Regions from separate parts of the Sus scrofa genome. Here regions 1, 2 and 3 are each linked to region 4. A link is a contact called in public Hi-C data. All regions are on one chromosome and are shown on one strand. Each heading gives the region's core, a stretch centred on a gene start, on an enhancer-like site or on the middle of the called end of the contact. The rest is flanking DNA. Distances are from core to core; before and after follow the strand shown. Region 1 overlaps LOC106504343 (a long non-coding RNA gene). Region 2 overlaps LOC106504342 (a long non-coding RNA gene). Region 3 overlaps LOC106504342 (a long non-coding RNA gene). Region 4 holds the start of SOX4 (transcription factor SOX-4).

Region 1 (4,638 bases), core at 1,219-3,718, 1.5 Mb after region 4:
TTTTCTCACAGCTCTCAAAAGGAAGCCACATTGTTGCTATCCTGATCTTGAACTTCTAAGCCTCCAGAACCAAGACAATAAATTTATGTTGTTTAAGCCTCTCATTTTGTAGAACTCTGTTACAGCAGCCTTAGATTGGATCTGGTATTTGATGAATAAAATACAGACCAAGGATACACGGTAACCTGGGGAAAGACACTGCAGGAGGCTGGGACAGCATGAGCCAGGGCACTAGACAAGGAGACACTCCTGGGGGCTGACTCAACATGGCGGCCAGAAATGCCACCCATGCCATCCCTACATCCCCCAAGTTGCCATTCCTGTGGCCTCAATCCTGACTTTACATGAGGTAGAAAACCTTCAATCCCAAATTGTTTTCTACTGGAAATTCTCTCCCCCACCCCCCAGCCTCCAACCCCACATCACACACACATATACAAATTTGACATTTAAGAGTTTGGGACAAAAACAAAAATGCAAAAAAAAATAGGTGAGATAAGAAAATATTTCTGGAAAGGTTTTTCTCCCCATTATGTATGGCATTTGGCTAGATCTAGTTAATGCCAAGCTTCTAGATAAAAAAAAAAAAATGAGAAATTCTGTAAAATAGACAGTATTTGATTTCATTTAGCTACTGCCTCTGTTTTGGCATTTCATCAAGAAACAAAAATTAACATAAACCTTAAATGCAGCAAAACTGAAAAACTCGGAGAAGAATATTGTACTTTTGTGGTCCCACAAATTTCCTATGTGCACGTGCATGTGTGTGTGTGTGTGTATGTAAACGTGTACTCATTTTCCCTGGTCCAATCAGTTCAGTCTGTGATACTACCAACTGCAAGTTTGTAGATCCGCTGCCCAGTGCAGTGAAAGAGCACTTGTGCAAGACTCACACATGTTCAAGTTCTTACAGTACCATTCACTAACATTGTGACTCTGGGCCAGTTCTCCCTTTGGGGCCTAGTTACTTTGTTTGTACAAGTGTGAATTTGAAATACCCATCCTGCTTATCTTAAAAGTTCATTGTGAAATCCAGCTGGTATTTTGTAATTGAAAGTGTTTGGTAATAGCAATAATGTGATATTGGTAGTAAGTCACTGGGTCGCCAGCCTTTAGAAACATATTAAAAAATGCTGCCAGTTTCAATTTTCAAAAAGCAGTGCATTTCAATATCCTTCTTGTTGATAGTATCAGAACCACTGTTTGTGCTGAGCTCTTCATTCTTCAAGAAATGTCATGATGTAAAATAAAAAAGCATTATCTTGATACATATAGTGTGCCATCCTATTCAGGAGTAGATCAGTAGCTTTGAGTAAGCATCATAAAACTCCGTATTTAGCAAAAGGAAAAAAAAAAAAAAAAGCTCTAAAATACCACGGCTGCTGAAGCCCATCTTTAGGATTCCATGCTCATTATTCCTTTGGAGTCCTACTGTGTTTGCTTAAAGGGTATGTCTGTTTACGAATGAATCAACATCTGTTTATGAATGAATCATTACACAGAAGATAATTTTGTCTCTTCCTTGATAACACCTTTAAATAGGACCGGTACACAGAGAAGAGCTGAGTCCAGAGTGAGGTTACTAGCCTCGTCAGGCTGTTAAGATCAGAGGTGTGAGTTTAATAAGTGCACTATATGATTTTATTTTAGAAGGAAGTCTAAAAATCACATGGGCCAACCTCTAGCCATACTACAGATTAATCAACCAACCCCATAGTACAAATGAGGAAAACAGTCTGAGAGGGTACTTAAACTCTTCTTCCTGCTTCCTAGTCCAAGACAGTTCTCATACTTGACTCTATGAAGAAAAAGCCAAAAGCCTTGCTCACCCTCCTTCTCTACCTAAGAAAGTCCCAAATTGTGATAGAAGCTGGCCCACGACGTGGTGGAAATCACTTCCGTGGAGGTCTGCCAAATGACTTAGTGTTTCACTCCAAATTCCGCCAAACCCAAGGAAATTCTTTGCCAAGTTTTTCAGTCCTCAGTCACTTTTTTTTTTTTTTTTTTTTTTTTTTTTGCTGTACTGAGTCATACCCTTTCCAAGGCTGTTCAGGATACTTCCCCTAGTGAAGGCACAAAACACTGGCAGGATGATATAGCCAATCTATCCACATATATAATTCAGTAATAACACTCTCCAATTCGTTTTTCATGCTTAATCCATCTTCAAGGGTTTTCAGATACAACAATTCCTCTTTGTTCTCAGCAGTTGAGATTGTGCATATGATAGATCCGACATTAAAAAATATACATCTCCTGTGTCACCTGCACAGATTCTTTGGGAGATCAAGGCTTCTGTCTGAGCCCTGGGGAGTGTCTCTTCTCTGGGAGGAAATACATCAAAGGCCAAAGCCTTCTCCTCCACAAATAATCAAAGAAATCCAAATACAAGCAGAAAGTGAAATGGGCAAGTGAGAGGCTGCTAAATGCATTAGTCATCTGTGAGTTTTCAGAGCATCCCATCTCCTGCTTTGTCTTCTCTCCCATGGCTGCTTCCTGCAAGGCTGACTCCCACTGAATAGTGCACTGGCATGAGGTGTACCGGGCTGTCCAATTTGTCAGTGTTCAATTGCCTCATGGAAAAGCTGAGTTGTTTGTTCCTTCCACCATCCTCCTCCCTCTCTCCTTTTCCACTCTTCTCAGAATACAAGAACTTCTTACTGTCTTAGAGATCCTTGCTGCCTCCTTCTCGTGGTGTTTTGTCTGCTAGAATCTGATTGAAAAGTGCTTCTGTTCCTCCCCCGTTCAAGCCCCCAGAAAACTGGCAGTCTTGACACTTTTCTGACATTTCTAAACAACTCAGGTTCTTGCTGCCAACTCCCAGTTACTCTCTAAACCTTTTTAATCCTGTAGAATGCAAACTAATCTACAGAGAGAAAGGTGCCAGGCCTGGTCTGGCAGCTGGAGCTAGGAATGTCAGAGTGGGGAAAATGATAAATACACCTGCCACAGAGAAAGGGAGAGACGTGGCCAGGCTCAGCACCACAATGAGGTTATTTAATGTACAGAGATAGAGAGGACACTCTCCAGTACCCTCGAGTGCAAACTGCATGGAGATGATTTGTTCAGAAAGAAAAATGACAGCTATTACTAATGCGCACAGTCTGGAGGTGGCTGTGTTTGGAAGGAAAGGGAGATAAGGAGCAGAAATCCTGTGTCCCTACAGACCACTCTTAGCTTTTCTCTGTTTGATCTGGGGTTACAGAAATCATCAATGCCTCGTGATCTACATCTCCATGGCGTGGAAGAAGAGGCATGGTTGCTTCCCACATAGAAGTAACTGAATTAGGTTAATATTGGGCTGGTCCAGAAACAAAAAACTGACATTGTGGAAAAGCTGTCTACCTGTTTTCTCACCTTCCCTCTGGTCAGGAGTCGGGTGCTAGACAAAGCCTCGGGTTTGGAATTAGATTTGAATTGAAAAATTGAGAAAATATTTCTAACATCTTTTTTCTTTATCAAGTATGCCAGGTCTATGGACTAATAAAAGATTTCCTCCTTACTATCAAGATAGGAACGCAAAACTTTATGTGTGCTATACATACTACTGTATAAAATAGATGATTAGTAAGAACCTACTGTATAGCACAGGGAAATCTACTCAATATTTTATAATAAATGTTATAGGAAAAAAGACTACATATATGACTAATTTGCTGTGCACTTGAAACTAATACAACATTGAAATCAACTATACTCCAATAAAAAAAAATTCATGTGTTCACACACACACACACACACACACACACACACAGCTACTAAGCTTCCACTGTTCCAATCAAAGGCAAATCTGGAAACAGAGACTTGGAAAAGGACTCAATTAAAAAAAAAAATCACAGACTAAATCACAGAAAAAAAAGATTAGATGGTGGTCTCCAAGTTTGCCTTAACCAACTGTTTTAAGATTCTAATCTAGAGGGCAGAGACCATATCATTTTACTTAATTTTAGACCTTCAAACGTGGAAACGTATACAGTTAAAAAGTTGAGAAATTATTTGGATGACAATGACACTAGTGACAAGATAACTGAAACTGTTAAATGCAAATGAAATTATAACATAAGCAATTTAATCAATATCTTAGAGCAAAATGAGATTGGTTGATACATAAATGAGTAATGACAGACTGAATCCTGGGAACTAGACTCCTAGGCACCACAGGAATATTGAACTTAAATAAAAACTCAGGAGTTCCCGTCGTGGCGCAGTGGTTAACGAATCCAACTAGGAACCATGAGGTTGCGGGTTCGGTCCCTGCCCTTGCTCAGTGGGTTAACGATCCGGCGTTGCCGTGAGCTGTGGTGTAGGTTGCAGACGCGGCTCGGATCCTGCGTTGCTGTGGCTCTGGCGTAGGCTGGTGGCTACAGCTCCGATTAGACCCTTAGCCCGGGAACCTCCATATGCTGCAGGAGCGGCCCAAGAAATAGCAACAACAACAACAATAAAAAAAGACAAAAGACAAAAAAAACAACAAAAAAACAAAAAAAAAAACCTCAGTCTTTCCTTTCCCCTCAACACAGACACATCAGCCAGCAAGTAGATTTTCATGAGGAATCAAGATTCCAGATCTTTTCCCTTCTTTCTTATAAAGGGACTATGGCCCCAATTTTATCAAATTTACCTAGGTTGAAAATAAGG
Region 2 (4,894 bases), core at 422-2,921, 1.1 Mb after region 4:
TGATAAGTCAATTGTAGAATCTAATGGAAAGTGATGCCAATCTTCAAAAGAACATTTTCAGACCTATAAATGAGACAATCAGCCTGAGAGAGAGGGAAAGAAGGACTTAGAGACAGAGGCAGAGAATGAATAACCAAATGAAAGAGAGCCTATATTACTACTGGCTTCCTCTTCCTGGTTATAAACCCTCCTCTGGAACATGGCGAGCTTCTGGATTGGCTCAGAATAAAGGTGTCGATGAATGGCATGCTCAAGCCTCCCTAACACAAGCCTGCTCTGGCCAGTGATAAATGATGTCTTTGATTAGCCTTTCTCTTTCAGCTGCCCCTTTCCAACTCTCATACTGTTTTTTTTTTTTTTTTTTTAATCTCTGCCTTACTGATTTTTCAGCAACTCATTTCCTACTTATCTCTAAAGATCTGGCTTAAGTATCACCTCCTCAGTGAAGTTTTATCAAATTCTGTTAGACAAAGTTAGTCATTTCTGCACCTGTGTTTTCATAGTACTTTCCACATTCCAGAACTTATAACTATTTGCTTATGCAATTCTCATCCCTCAAACTAGGAGTGCTTGTGAGTGAAATTATAATATACTTTTCTTTGATTCTCTAACAGCTATCTGTGTCTGACACATAGTAGGCTCTCAATCAATGTTCATGAAATGAATGAATCAGTGTTGCCAATTTAGTTGGTGTTATATCCTCTGTGATTTCTTAAAACACGAAGACACTCTTTAAAGTGTTGTGTGCACCCAATATTTTGAAGAGAACCTTTTCTTTGGAAGGAACTCTGCCTTCTTGCTCTCTGCCAACACTCATCTTGAGGCAGGAGCTTTCTAGAATACTTATTATTTTATAATTAAGATATCTTCATAAGGAATGACTCAATTCCACCTATAGCTAGGGTCCATTAGCAAATAAGGTTTTCTTTCACTCCTAAATCACTCCTAGAATTAGTTTATACTTTGAAACATTATATAGGGTAACTGCTTTGAAATGCTTCAAAAACTATTATGATTTAGATTATTAACAAGAAGCCATCTACTGTATTGGTCAAGCTATCAAGATACATTAGTTATACCATGAAGCTTCAAACTGATTTGAAGAAAAGTATAGATTAAAATAGAGGTTTTTTTAGAGATCCAGATAAGCCTAAAGTGTATTATCAGGATAATGAATGGAACACCTCATAAATCCTAAATTTCATCAATGCCATGTCTCTACCACATTGGAATTAAGATTTATAGGCTCACTACTGTTAATCCAGGGGGTAGACATTTAACTACAACCCAGGCATACCTTGCAGGGCTATAGGGCTTTTGCTTTCTTCTTGTTACACAGAAGCATGACCTATTGGATCACCAGATTTTTTAAATATGTACAGAGGGAACAGGAAAGGAGCAAAAGCAAAGGGATTTTAAAATTTCTGCATGTATGTGTCTTTCTGTCTCTCTTTTTTGTGTGTATTTTTACAAAATTATATGTATAATACACACGTATACATAATCAAGTATATATGTGTGTGTGTATATATATATAAATATGAAAGAGCTCTTCTGATTTATTTTCTTCAACCTTTCATAAGGTGAAGTTTCATCAAACCACATCATGTGACTCTCCAGGAACCTCACTGAACAGGTCTGACTCATCGTCTGGGAATTTTAAATAGGCATGTGCTTCCATGAGAGTTAATACTTAAAAACACACATACAAACTGGCAGTGAAAGAGAGAAAGAAAGAACGAAGAAAAAAAAAAAAAGCTCAAGTGAAACTTTTGCTTGGCACAAACACTCAGGTCAGACACTGGCCACTCAATATTTCACAGTTAATTACCACGTGGAATTACCTTTAGAGGGAACGTGGTGGCTGAGTGCTCAGGGGACAGAGGCAGTAAATCTACAGTTTATATTGTTAAGTCGGCCGGGTTGGATTAAGCAGTGAAAGAACTGCCCCTGAAATGGTTGACCCTGATTCCCCTCTGAGATAGGAAGTTTTCCTCAGATCCAAGGGCTGTGCCTGCCCACTAGTGGTCAGATGGCAGAGCAGGTACCTGGACATTCCTTAGAGGGGTTTATGCCCTTAAGTTCTGTCTGGATAAATGTGGGAATGGCAGTGCCACTTAGTCTGATTTTTAAGCAAGGATTTGGGGATCTGTCAACTCAGTTCTGTCAGAGAAGTTAGAATAACAAAGGCCAAGTCAATGACAAGCAAACAAAAGTTTCCATTTGCAAAATGTACTTACAACTCTTATTTGATGAGGTGTAAGCTTTGTGATAGGAACTGAGACTTCAGCTCTATTACCAAAGGATTGATTGGATCAGTGACACCTGGTACAGAATAACAACTTTCTTCTCTTTCTTCCCAGATCTTCATAGAATACCACACTGGGATATTTTCCAGTTTAAACATCATAGAATATTCTTCCACTGCCAATGGGATTATCTGGAAAAAATTTAGAGAAGAATTAAAACTCCTCCACCAGTTTGACCCAACCTGTATTTTCATCATTATCTCCATTAAGTCCCTAAACAAAACAAAATCTATAGTCTAGCTAAGCTCAATTAAACATTCTTCTCATCAGAATTTTCCCAGTTTGTTCTGCTCCTTAACTACCCACTTGAACTATCAACCATATTCTGTCTACCTATACAAAGTCAAATCCAACATCATCATTAAACTCTAAAATTCTTACCGCAACATGTACTAATTGTGTGAAAGTTGTTGTCATATACTTCCGTTGTCATATTTGTATCTTGAACTGTCACTACATTTATGACTTCTTTTAGAAATCATGTCATATTCTCTTTTTTATCCTTCTTAATGTTTAGCAAAGGCATTTTCCTTTTAATAGCATATTCTCAAATATTTATTGAAGGTAAAACACAAATAAATTAGTGGTTTAATTTTTCAAGTCGGGACTCAAAACAAGGCAATGTGACGAAGCCACCCCTCTGCAGGTTTAGTTTTCTTTATCACCTCTAAGAACTTCAGTCTTACGCTATGGGTAAGAGGCCACCGGATGGCTTACTGACACCCTGGTAATCTATAAAATTCCTTTGACCTTCACAGGAGTATTAAAGTTTATGATATGCAAACTGTCTCAATTTTTAAACATTTTTTAAAATAAAAATTTGGTCCTCTGAATACCGTTGGAAAAATTAAATGTGTTTTAAAACTAGCATGATATATGTTATAAATGTTAAAAATTTGATATTTTTCCATCTAATTGGTGACTCTTAGTTACTCTAATTTACACCTCAAATACTAATTCAAAGAGTGCCTTGATTTACTCACACTCATTAAACATTTTATTTGTTTTTAAACTTAGAGTTTACCAGAATTCCCGTCGTGGCTCAGTGGCTAACGAATCCGACTAGGAACCATGACATTGCAGATCCAATCCCTGGCCTTGCTCAGTGGGTTAAGGATCCAGCATTGCCATGAGCTGTGATGTAGGTCACAGATGCAGCTCAGATGTGGCGTTGCTGTGGCTGTGGCTAGGCTGGCAGCTACAGCTCTGATTAGACCCCTGGCCTGGGAACCTCCATATGCTGTAGGTCTAGAAAAGACAAAAAATAAAAAATAAACTTAGAGTTTACTTTTAATCCTATTTTCATAATTGTTCAAGATGACCTGTCAGCTTTTCTTCGTTCTAATCCTTCTCTTTCCTAGTTTAAAGAAAAGTTTAAGTCATTAACTAACAAAGAAACATCTCAAACCAATTTACCATTTTGTTTAAATGTTCACCTTAAAATGAGTTTGCCTCTCTCATCACGATGTAACACAACAAAAGAGTTATGCTCAGAAAATTCCTATAACCTGGTTCTTTCCAAATGTAAGATGGAGTACTTCTAGTCATTTTCTTGTTTCCTTTTCTTTATTTCTTTTATAAATTCTCCCTTTTTAACTATATATAAAACTAGTCCTTTCTCTTAAAATCAATTTGCTCTAGGTACAACCATTGTAATTGGCCTAAAATTGAAGTTGCCCCCAAATAATTCCACAAGAGCCCAGCTATCTTGCCAATTTCTTTAGGAACTATAAATTAATGTAAAGTTTCAAAATTCAAATTAGAAAGAAGAATAAAACAATCCCCTACATTTGATTTACTGCCTCCAAATAAATTCACTAGAAAACACATCAGAAGGGGACAATTCATTAAACATTCCATCTAGGAACTACCAAGAATTGAACCATTGTACCTTTTAATCTTTTTTCTCTAAAATATCATCAGAAATCATACTTTAGACACGGGAGAAGAAAGGCATTGGTGTGCAAGGAATAGCTGATAATATATTATGAAGGTGAAAATTTTTTGCCATTTAACTCTTCGAAGAATTTATCATTTTGTTATTATAAAGATCTTTTCAAAACATCACAAGTTCTTCTTTAACTCAAAAACCATTTATTGAGCATCTTCTATGTTTCAGGCCACATGGTAGAAACATGTGGGAATATTTGGAATATGTGTCATCAGTAACAGCTGCGGTTCTTTGCAGACTGGGGGGATGTTTGGTGTAGATCTTTCTCATAATGTCAATTGAGACTGTGCAGATAACCAACTACTACATATTATTTTCTAACTCATTACTTTTTTGTCTGTATACTTACTGGTCAGATACATTGTTCATGGAAAAGTATATATCACTAAGGAAACCAAAAACACTTGAATATCTGATATGTATATTGACATTATCTTTGGTTTGTGTGTTATCAGTTATGCCCCCCAAAAATTCAGCCTGTCTGCTGGTGCCAAAATGAAACACAGAAACAGAGTGTGGGGTAGAGGAGGAAAAAAAATAGCTTTATTGCTTTGCCAGGCAAAGGTGGGGGGGCGGTGTCACAGCAGGCTAATGCCTTAGGGACTGTGCCCCCAACTGGAAAGAACTGCAGGGA
Region 3 (4,949 bases), core at 2,086-4,585, 1.3 Mb after region 4:
ATATTTTTAATGTCATTATTTCTTTTATCTCACTTATGCATCATTTTTCTAGAAATGCTTCTCTGTATATTAGGCATCTTACATATGCTAGATATTTAACATTAGTAGGAGACAATCTCACTGATCTTGGATTTTGCAGATTCCCAAACTAATTAATAACTTAATTGCAAATATTTTCCAATGTAAATGCAGTAAAACAAGATTTTCATAGGGGGAGGGGAGATCCTATGTTCAAGAACAATGAAGCTAAGTGCAAGGATGCTTTGTAATCCTATAGTCGACATTCATACAGAGACTAATCTCCCTACAGCCTTGATTGAAACCATGTCAGCAGAATCCCTGCTAGAGGGACTTGGATGGTAGAGTCCTTGTACTTTTCAAGAGTTAATGCCCAGGGGTCAGGCACTTCTCCTGGGCCACAACTTAGGAAATCTCAGGTGGACCTAAGGCCACAACAATTCAGGAGAATACTATTTTCCCACCTTCTTTTTTAAATCCATGACTCTTATACCTTTTAGTAAAATATTTGCATCTTCAGTTTCTTCAGGTTGAGCAAATACAAGCACTATTTCCTGGTGCTCTGATTTTATTCAAAGACTTTAACAGTAATCTGTCTTCTCTTGATAATACAGCTTTGATCATTCCCACTCAATTTTACTGACTAGACCAGAAAGAAAATCATACAGTACCTGTGCCCAGAATCACACAGCCTGCAACTCCAGTACCATCTTAGCAATCTTGCCCAGTATCTAAACTATATGCCTGAAAAGAGCTAGGAAGACACATTATTCATCAGATTCCAACACAGGAAGGAACTCTCAGAAAAATCAGATCAAGAGAGACAATATGTTTCAAAGCTGAATTGGCAGAAGATCTTGATCCAGTGCCATCATTACAGATGAAGCAACTGAAGTACACAGAATGGCCATCCAACATGGTGGCTGAGCTAGTTTAGTGACAAATATACATAGAACCAAGTCAACTCAGTGGTACTCCTCATCTTTTTCACCTTGACATCAGTTCTCAGATATTAGTGTCAATAAAAAAATTCAGAGATCTTCTATGACATGAATATTTTATAGAGTAAGAATCAAAGTTTTCAACAAACAAAGGACTTCAAAACTGAAAGTGATAAGAAGCTCATCTCTGGAGGGTAACGGTAAGGTTTACCAGCCTCAAACAGGAGATTCAAAGAGCTGAATTCTCATTGATTAGGGTCAAGTGGGTTACTTGGGTGTTGCTGATTGGCTAGAAGGTGCTGAGTTAGGCCAAGAAGGAAATAAAGCTGGAGGTTCTTCAGTCTATGTGGGTATATCAGCAACTGGATCCTTACTGGACGTGAGCTATTTCCTCATAGTCAAAGGTGCATTTCAGCCTCCATTCTGATTTTTATTTCACGGTCAGGTGAATGAAAATCATCTAGGGAATATGGTGACAAGGCAGACACAGGCTTGGGCTAAGAGCATCAGAGGCATTTGGTCTTATCATTGCAGGACCAAATGCATGGTGACAAGCCAGGTCTACTGCGAGTCCCTGGGTGGGGTTGACAAGTGAGACTCTCTGGCTTGGAGCCGGAAAAAAATTCGCAAGCAGCCAGAGTAAAATGAAAATGAGTTTATTGAGAGAGATACACACTCCATAGACAGAAGGTAAGAGTGGCTCCTGGCTGTAGGTGGTGGTTAGTCTTTATGGGCTGGATAGCTTGACATGCTAGTGAGTAGGAGGAACTGTTTTGGGGAAGGGGTGGAGATTTCCAGCAGTTAGGCTACTGCCCCCTTTTTCATCTTTTATGGTCAGCCTGGGACTGGCCGTGGCACTGGTGGGGTGTCATTTAGCAAACTAACTTATTACAACGAGTGTAATAAGTGTATAAGGAGGGTCAAGGTCTCCCGGAAGTGGAATCTTCTGCCATCTTGGGCCTGATTGGTCTAACCCGTTTTTCTTGCATCCTCAATGGCTGTGTCATTCCTTCAAAGGTTGTGCTCCACGCTTTTCCCTCCAGTCTCACTTTGAAATCAAACAAATCTGTATTTTTTAATGGCTTCTCTAGGTGATCAACATACAAGTGGTCTGAGCACTCTACTTTAAGAAAACTTCATTTTTTTCACGCTGAGAAAAGTTTGTGGAATCAAAACTGAGGAAATATTTAGATGTCTAAGCAAGGGATCACCAAGGTCAAACCAACTGATAGGCGTTATCCTGCTTCTGCCTACTCAGGTCAATTTCTGGATAAGAGAATCGTGAGGATCAGAAAAATGTCTAAGTGTCAGCTATGCTCCATGACTTCCACAATCTCCCACAGCTCCTTCCCAGTAAGACTAGATATGACCAAAGCTTTCCTTTCTCTCATTGGTCTCTTAACCTTAAAAGCTTCAGGAAAAATGATAAATATTTCCTTTCTACAAAAGGTTCTCATTTATAAACTGATCTAAGCAGTGTCATGAAATATCCTTAACAGAAACAAATTTGGGGTTTTCTCTTATCGGAGCCATAAAAGAGTGCAGATGTGGAAGGTAAGATAAATGGGATTAAATTACAGGAATGGACTAGATGGAGTTGAGATCTGAGATTTTGTGATTCCAGAGGCCCTGTGATTTTTCTGCTGCATTGGTATCTCTCCCACAGAGCACCATGCAAACCATGAACCAATTCATGCAAACCATCATGATTATCAGCCACTGGTGAGCCTTCTCCCACGAGAATGAACTCCCAAACATCAGGCAGTAAGCTACCTGCTTCTCTGTCCCTTTCGCCACCCCCAGTGAGCTGCAGGCACCAGCCCAGAGGAATAAAAGTGAAACTGAGGCATTCCTTTTTCTTTCTGGTATAGACAGGGAGCCACGGATAGCCTATGCATTCAAAGGGGGAGAAAAGGTAGCCTCGTCCTATTGGCTTAGGACAGTCACCATCACACAGGAGTTGCAATTAGTCCATGGCAGGCTTATTCAGGCCTTGGATTCTTTTCAGCAGTGAAAAAGGGAACACTCAAGGTCTATTGAATTGGAGCGTGGCATCTGCCGCACACCGAGGGGAGAGGTCGGGGGTCAGTGCTTGATTTTGATAAAGCGTGCCAGATTAATTGTCTTCGGTAATCCTGTTTGTCATGGTAGATATGCAGAGGCGTCTTTGTGGCACAGGCTGACATATGGGCCGGCCTGCTGCTTGCCTATTCAGACCCCCACCCCCCCACCCCCCAGCACATGCTCTCCACAGTTGGACTGGCTCCCAGGGCCTTTCTGCCAGGGGAGTGGGGCCTCCTGCTTGTATTCAGCCAACCCCCATCTCCACAAACAGGCTTCCTAATCTTCAGGCCTGCCTGGGCTATTGAAAGAGCCTGCATTATTCAAAGAGGCCCAAAGAGAGAAAGGGAGAGAGAAGAGGGGGGCTGGTGAGGAGAGAAAGAAGGGGAGGAGGGAGAATGGAGGACTCCTAGCACCAGAGATGGGAGTGAAAGACTCTCCAGACTGGGGAAGGGGTGGGGTGGGTGGGGGGGAAATATAATTACAAAAAATAGCAGCCATGTACTTCAGGCAGAGCACTTCAGGAGGCTGATTATAGCTCCTCTCCAAATCTGAATCTATCACCAAATTATACCCTGCCTCTTTTGTAAAATAAATGTTAATAAGAGGTAATTTGGGCCCTGCTGATTGTTAAGCTCAATGGAGATAGAACTTTTTTTTTTTTTTTTTTGCTGTGTGTGTGTGTTTATTGTAATATCTGGAGGACTTTTTTCTCTTCCAACCAGAGTTTATATTCAACCCCAAAAGATGAAACACATGTTCCATGGCCTGACACAAGTGCCAGGAAATCGAGAGGGTTTGGGTTATATGATAAAGGGTGAAGGTACAGACTGGCACTCGGCCCTTACTCCACTGAAGGGAGCATTGGGTGTACTCTCAAGAGAACATTCCCTGGATCTGAGAAGAGAGTGGGGCAAGGAGGGGAGAAGGAGGGCCGCTCTGCCTGCCTGGTGGGGAGAGGAGGGCCCTTGCTCTAAATAGCTTTGCCTTTCTTTGGTTTAAAAGGAGGATTTTTTTTTTTTAATTTTTCATTTACATAATCATTATTTTGAGTTGCTGACAGTTCTTTTGGGGGCTTTTATATGTAAAAGCACAAAAAATAGAGACAATCCTGTGACAGATCTTTTGAAAATGTTCCCGTGATGTGTATTTACGAACAGATCCAGAAATGCAGCAATTAGAAACAACGCATAATCATCCACGCTCCAGACAAAAGCATAGAGATATTAAATTATAAATCCTTGATCATAATCGCCCTGAAGCAGTCCTTCCTGTGTTTTTGCTATTCTGTTCTTCTCATTCACAGGGCAGAGATGAGGGGCAATATAAACAATAGTGCCTCTGACCAGAGACTTCGTGGTCTCTAGTTAGGATTTCGTACTTAAGTGCTCTGAATACTACCTTTTTTTTGGGGGGGGAGCATAGTGATAATTTGACAGTATCATTATCTGTCATTGATCTCAAGGGGGACATAACCGATTTTTAAAATTTAAGAAATCGAAATGAGAAGAAATTGCTTAACTGTTTCTTTACTGTAGATAATCAAAGAAAAAGGTTTTGTCCTCTTCTCCAAAGAGTTGACTGCTTCTTTGGGGGGAGCTAAGCATTTCAACATTTATTTGTTTTACTTCCTGTAATAAAGCAGGCATTGTCAGGAACACAGGGCTGGGCGTGTAGTGGAAACAGAAACAGAATTTCTGTTTTCATAGAGCTTATGGTGGATGAGGGTTTGAGGTTGTTTGCCCAGTACATAGAATAGCACCAGGCACGTCCCATGAATTCATTAAATTTTATTTATTCAAAAAATTCAGGAAAATTACTGAGTAAACAAGTAACAGAATTTTTGACATTTCCCAGAAATGCTTGCTTTCACTTAAACTTTATGTTATAAAGAAAGAGAAAGAGAAGAAGGGGAAGAGGAGGAGAATA
Region 4 (5,103 bases), core at 865-3,364:
TTTTCCATAAGTGAAATCAGCCGCTTTCCCCACGGGGCCCCAACTGTAATTGCTTCTATTTGGCTGTTGAGTTGGGGGTAGGGATCCCGCGGGATGTGCTCCCATCCACACCCCCTTACTGAGGTCACAGGGATGGTTTCAGGGCGCCCCACGGGATGGGGTGGGGGTGGGGCTATGCAGCCCCACCCGAATGCCTGCCCGCGGGCCTGGCTGCCGCGGTAGCCTGCGGAAAGGCAGACAAGCGAACCCGGGGAGGGGCGGGGCGGGGGGAAGGGGGGGAAACAAAGCGAGCAGGAACCCTGCACCCCCACACACATGCTCTGCTTCTAAGTAACTGCGCCTGGGGCGCAGACTCTACCACTGATTTACCTGCCAGCTTCCTCCTCCCAAACATGAGACCCGAGGTCGAGTCACAAGGGGCGTTGGTGTGCCCATGCCTTGGGACCCGGGTGCCGCGACTCCACGATTCCCTCGCCTTTACAGCACGGGAGGCGGCACCGAGGCAGGCTGGCCTCTTCGAAATCCCTGGAGAAGGGACGCTTGAAGGTTTGGGTGCAACCAATTGTCAACCTCCCTTCGTCCTATACAGCCTTTTCCTCCCCCCGCCCGCCGCGCACACGCCCTGCTCTGCCCTCTTGATCGGGCAGCTGCCGGCTCAGTGGAACCGGGGAGGGAGTGCCCAGCCGGTGTACGAATGCCGCATGCCAGCCGGAGCGTGGGTTCCAGACGCACAGCGCGCACGGAACATTTAGGCGTCCAAAGCGAAGGCGCGGGGGAAGCCAGGGGGCCGAGTGGCTGTCAGTTCCGGTCAGGGACGGAACTGGGCACCATAGCCAGGGGCCCAGCTGGCCCTGTGGAGAGGGGAAATGTAGAAGCCGAGCACCCGGGAAACCACCCCCCGGCTAGAGGCGGCCAGTTGCAACTTCAAAGGAGGGCTAGGAGCTGGCGAGGGCGCGGGGGCGTGTGTGTGTGTGTGTGTGTGTGTGTGTGTGTTCAGCTTCTTCCCCGGTCGTAAACCTAAACGGAAGACGGGTGTTAAAGTACTGCTGACAGGATCGCCTGAAACATGTTTACAGTAGGAAAGACTTTCCTCCAAAAAGCACAGCCTGAGTCGATTCCAATTTATTTCCTCCCTGTAACCATAATCGCAAGGCCAGTCTCAGCCGGCGCGGCGGAACGCGGCTGAGCACCATTAATCCCCGCCGAATCCTCTCCGAGCTCAGGGCAGGAAGAGCGCCGAGCCTGCGCCACCGAGTCGCTGCGCTCGGTCAGGCGTCTGGCTGAGACCATCTTTCCAGGAGGAGGGGTATCCGTTGCCAGTCCTTAAGTAAAGCGCGCCTCCTTTGCAGCGGCTCTCGGAGAGAGACTTCTAACTACTTGCAGCTTCAGCAAGATACGGACACGGTAATTGATAACTGCCCGGTTCACTTACTAGACCCAAACCGGAGCTAGCCTTGGCGTCTCCAGTGTCTGGGAGCTTTGACAAGTGAACAGGAGGCCAAAACTGTTCGTTGCCCCAAACTCGATTTATGATTTAAAAAAAAATCATCAAGATTCATCGACACACTCTATAACCTCTGATCATTTAAACTGCTACCTAAACACGTTGGAAGAGTGTGGGATGATAAGGGTTCGGGAGAGGTGGAAGGGGGAGAAGAAAGAAGTCTGACAGTCTCCACGTTTTCCCACGTCTCCATGCGAGTGCAGGGAGGCTCAGCGCTGCCACCTGGCGGCGGCTTCTCCCCGGATTGGGAGCCGGCTGGTGGCAGAGCAAACCCAGGCTCCCAGTGGGTGTGCCCTGCTCCTGCCTCGCGAAATGGGGCAGACAGAAGCTTGTATTTATGCTTCAAATCTCCGTGGCCCAGTGGAAACACCCGTTTTCTTCTTGTTCTCATGAGGATACTGAAAGGAAAGGAAAAATGAGTTGGCGCTGGTATGAAGTGCATACATAAACCTACCAGGTGCCAGTCACTGATTAGGAAGGGGTAGAAAATGGTAAAAAGTTATTAGAAATGCAGGGTTTTTATCTTTCAGTTCATTCTAATAGTAAAAATCATTCATGGACTTCATTTTACCCCCAGACCCTATTTTGATATTTTGCAAATAAGAATTACTTCCATACATTAATTTTCAACATGCCCCCCAACCCAAAGGAAAGTCCAGTTCTAGTACAACTTCATCAGCCCCCCCAAAATGGAGTGCAAATTACGTTTGCCTACCGGATTGAGAAGAAAAGGAGCTTTGGATGGAGGGTTCTTTGCCATAAAGTATGGAACCAAAAAGCCTGAGGCCTTTTAGTTGGCAAAGGCCAAGGACATCAAATTTCTCAGGCTTCTTCCCTATCTACTAAAGTAACAAAGACAAGTATTTCTTTTCTCTTTATTTTCTTTGAACTGAATACTTGTTAGGTCAGAACAGCGCCTACAATCATAGTTTCTATAACCAAGGCCAGGCAAAATCTTGCAAATCAGTGCAAATCCAAGAGATCTGTTAAACTAATTTCCCTTCAGATTTTTTTTCCCCTCACTATGCTATAGGAATATATTAAGCAGTGGGATACAATCTTATTTCTATCTATACCCCATACCATTTTATGGATTGATATTTTATGTTGTACAGGTGTGCGGAGCAGAATAAAAGAACTAGCAGATATTATATTACATCTCAAATAGTTTCATTATTAGTTTAATAAATGAAACAAGATTAAAAATATTTACATTAATTCAAAATTTGGAATGTATAGCATCATTGCTAATAAAAACAATTACTCTATTATTCTAAAACAGGAATTTTTTTTTGCAAAATTATCTTGGTTTACTGTTAATGTGGCTTAAAGAGTAGCATTAAGAATTACTTCATGTACTGCAAAGCCAGCAGAGGGAACACTGAGTACTGATTTAGTAGGGGCCACCAAGTATCTGGTATTTGGGGAAAAAAAAATGTCAGTAATGGAAAATTGGTTACAAAGCATGTGAAGTTAGGTAGTGAGAACACAGAAATCTTTTCTCATTACTTGCTATTCAGAGGCCTAATACATTCCAGTGTGCACATACTCAGTTGGTGAGAAAAATGACTTTAGTAAAAGGCCATTTGTCACATGTTTTGTTACATTTTAAGAGGACTACTAACACATAAGAACAAACCTATTTCAGCAGTCTGTGCATTCATGTATACCCTAAAACTCTTATAAAGTCAATGGAAATTACTAACAATGTATTTCTTTAATTCTAAGAACTTTTTCATTTTTAACTTCTCAGATGTCTTACAACCATGGGGGTATCAGTGTCATTGGCAGTTGTTCTCTCTTAAGGACATATAACAATAGTATGTCTTGAAGACATTACTTAGATTTGTTGAAATATGGGAAATACAGCTAACAATATAAATAGGCCAGTGGCTATTTTTTTTTTTTAGTACACACTTTAAAAAGATCTGTGTGCTTTAAACATAAACAAAACTACTCTGCTTTAACTTCACTTTTCCCTGATAATATTCACTGCTAGAAACATAAACAGCTTGGGAAATATAATCAATTATATTGATACTCACCTTGACTGAATTATCACAAACTAGCTACACCCTCAAATCCTTAGTTGGTACAAGTCCCCAAATAAACATGGTGTTTATTCTTTTTTTTTATTCTTGTGGAAATATTGATTTTATAAATAATAGACCTCTTAGAGTAATTTTTATGTCAGACTGATAACATGTACGGGTGTGTTGTGGTATGCATACCAAAGAAAATGAAAAGCATGATAACACACCCAATTTTGTTATATGCAAAAGAAGTGCCTGCGGGTTTTTAATTTGTTTGTTTGTTTTTAAGATTTGTTTCTCCTTCTAAAAGAAAAAGCATATAACTTGGGTAACTACTGGTCAAAAATTATTTGCTTTTACCCACAAAAACATTCTTGCATGTGGTTAATCCTTAGAGGTCCAGTCAGATGTCTCCAAAGGGTGTTCTTTCCAGTAAAATTCTACATCTGACAACCTGGGCCTCTCGCCAGCCTACATACTTTAAAAGTTTGACAAGATAAATAGAAATCTACTGCCTCGCACTAGTTTGATCTGAATAGAAAGCTGACTTAAATTATGTTAGGTTAGCCCTACCTAACCACTTAGCATTGGCTGATAGAAAAACAGTTTACTATTAAGGTGTTAAGGAAGACCAATTTTTAGTAGAATTTTAATTTTCATACCTTAGACCAAAGGTAATTTTCATGGCTAAATTAGCATGTATTCTGACTACGAAAGCACATTTTCTTTGCTGCGTTCTTCACAAGGCTCTTCATGAAGTTTCTTTTCAAATCATTAGGACAATAGGATTGCTGATGTGGTCCTTGGATAGTTCATGTTTATGATCTGTGATTATTTTTTCACATCAGTGGCCATCCTCAATTTTAGTCTCTTGAACAACATGCTTCTACTAAAGGGAGTGTCTTCACAATGTGAATTAGCCAGGGAAGGACAACAGCATTCACTGAGGGCTTACTGTACATCAAGCTCATTCAACCTTCACAAACACCCTACATAAAGTAGTTCCTACTGTTCCCACATCACAGATGAGGAAAACTGATACTTGTCACATCCCCAGGGTTACAAGACCAGTAAAAAGGACTAGCGACCAGATCTAATATAAATCACCAAATCTAATGTAAATCCAGAGGTTCCATTTTCTTCTGCAACCAGCTACCACTGCCTTCTAGTTTCTCTTTGTCTGGGTCTTTCAGTTCCATTTGATTGAAGCAGCTAATATATAGGAGAAAATATATATAAAGGAAAGGAGGAGGGTTTAGGCTGGGAGAAGGACAGAGTGGAGCAATCTTTAATTCTGAAAATGTGGAAAGCAAATACTTAGAAAGTAAAATCGATTCCTATCCTTTATCATCTTACACAAAATTCTATGTAAATTCTCCCCTTGAGTTAAGTATAGAATGCTGCCTAATGTGCTCCAGTGGAAAGCTCCTCTGTTTAGGCTATCCAGGATTTATAGCCGAATTTAAATCATTAAGTAACCATAGTTAACCCCTGTTTGGTTAAGAAAGCAAATAATTATTGCAAAAATTCTTCTTCTCTGCCTTCACAAACAGCACCCAAATTGCT

Evidence for each region. A called contact is a pair of places that touch in the nucleus more often than the background predicts.
Region 1: a Hi-C map of embryonic fibroblasts shows a contact between it and region 4, with 3 times the contacts expected there. The contact joins the enhancer-like site here to the promoter of SOX4 in region 4. A contact is called at or near these places in 11 of 47 Hi-C or Micro-C datasets (adipocytes, brain, embryonic fibroblasts and 6 more) and 1 of 2 datasets of contacts at active chromatin or transcription factors (skeletal muscle).
Region 2: a Hi-C map of skeletal muscle shows a contact between it and region 4, with 2.9 times the contacts expected there. The contact joins the enhancer-like site here to the promoter of SOX4 in region 4. A contact is called at or near these places in 7 of 47 Hi-C or Micro-C datasets (embryonic fibroblasts, epiblast stem cells, fetal skeletal muscle and 3 more) and 1 of 2 datasets of contacts at active chromatin or transcription factors (skeletal muscle).
Region 3: a Hi-C map of fetal heart ventricle shows a contact between it and region 4, with 10 times the contacts expected there. The contact joins the enhancer-like site here to the promoter of SOX4 in region 4. A contact is called at or near these places in 5 of 47 Hi-C or Micro-C datasets (embryonic fibroblasts, fetal heart ventricle, fibroblasts and 2 more).

The regions. Positions count from the first base shown.
Region 1 is chr7:18,429,218-18,433,855 of Sscrofa11.1, forward strand. The region is part of intron 4 of LOC106504343 (a long non-coding RNA gene); the gene reads right to left. Among named protein-coding and RNA genes, the nearest start is that of NRSN1, 580 kb to the right of the region's middle. Within about 2 kb of position 2,469, at least 12 of the 83 cell types and tissues checked have an H3K27ac peak or open chromatin away from gene starts, as enhancers often do. A contact at or near this core is called in embryonic fibroblasts and omental adipose tissue, where this site is marked.
Region 2 is chr7:17,948,465-17,953,358 of Sscrofa11.1, forward strand. The region is part of intron 3 of LOC106504342 (a long non-coding RNA gene); the gene reads left to right. Among named protein-coding and RNA genes, the nearest start is that of HDGFL1, 260 kb to the left of the region's middle. Within about 2 kb of position 1,672, at least 24 of the 83 cell types and tissues checked have an H3K27ac peak or open chromatin away from gene starts, as enhancers often do. A contact at or near this core is called in epiblast stem cells and skeletal muscle, where this site is marked.
Region 3 is chr7:18,205,201-18,210,149 of Sscrofa11.1, forward strand. The region is part of intron 4 of LOC106504342 (a long non-coding RNA gene); the gene reads left to right. Among named protein-coding and RNA genes, the nearest start is that of HDGFL1, 520 kb to the left of the region's middle. Within about 2 kb of position 3,336, at least 14 of the 83 cell types and tissues checked have an H3K27ac peak or open chromatin away from gene starts, as enhancers often do.
Region 4 is chr7:16,884,720-16,889,822 of Sscrofa11.1, forward strand. SOX4 (transcription factor SOX-4) reads left to right here and starts at 2,115. Exons shown (of 1, transcript XM_013977467.2): 1 at 2,115-5,103.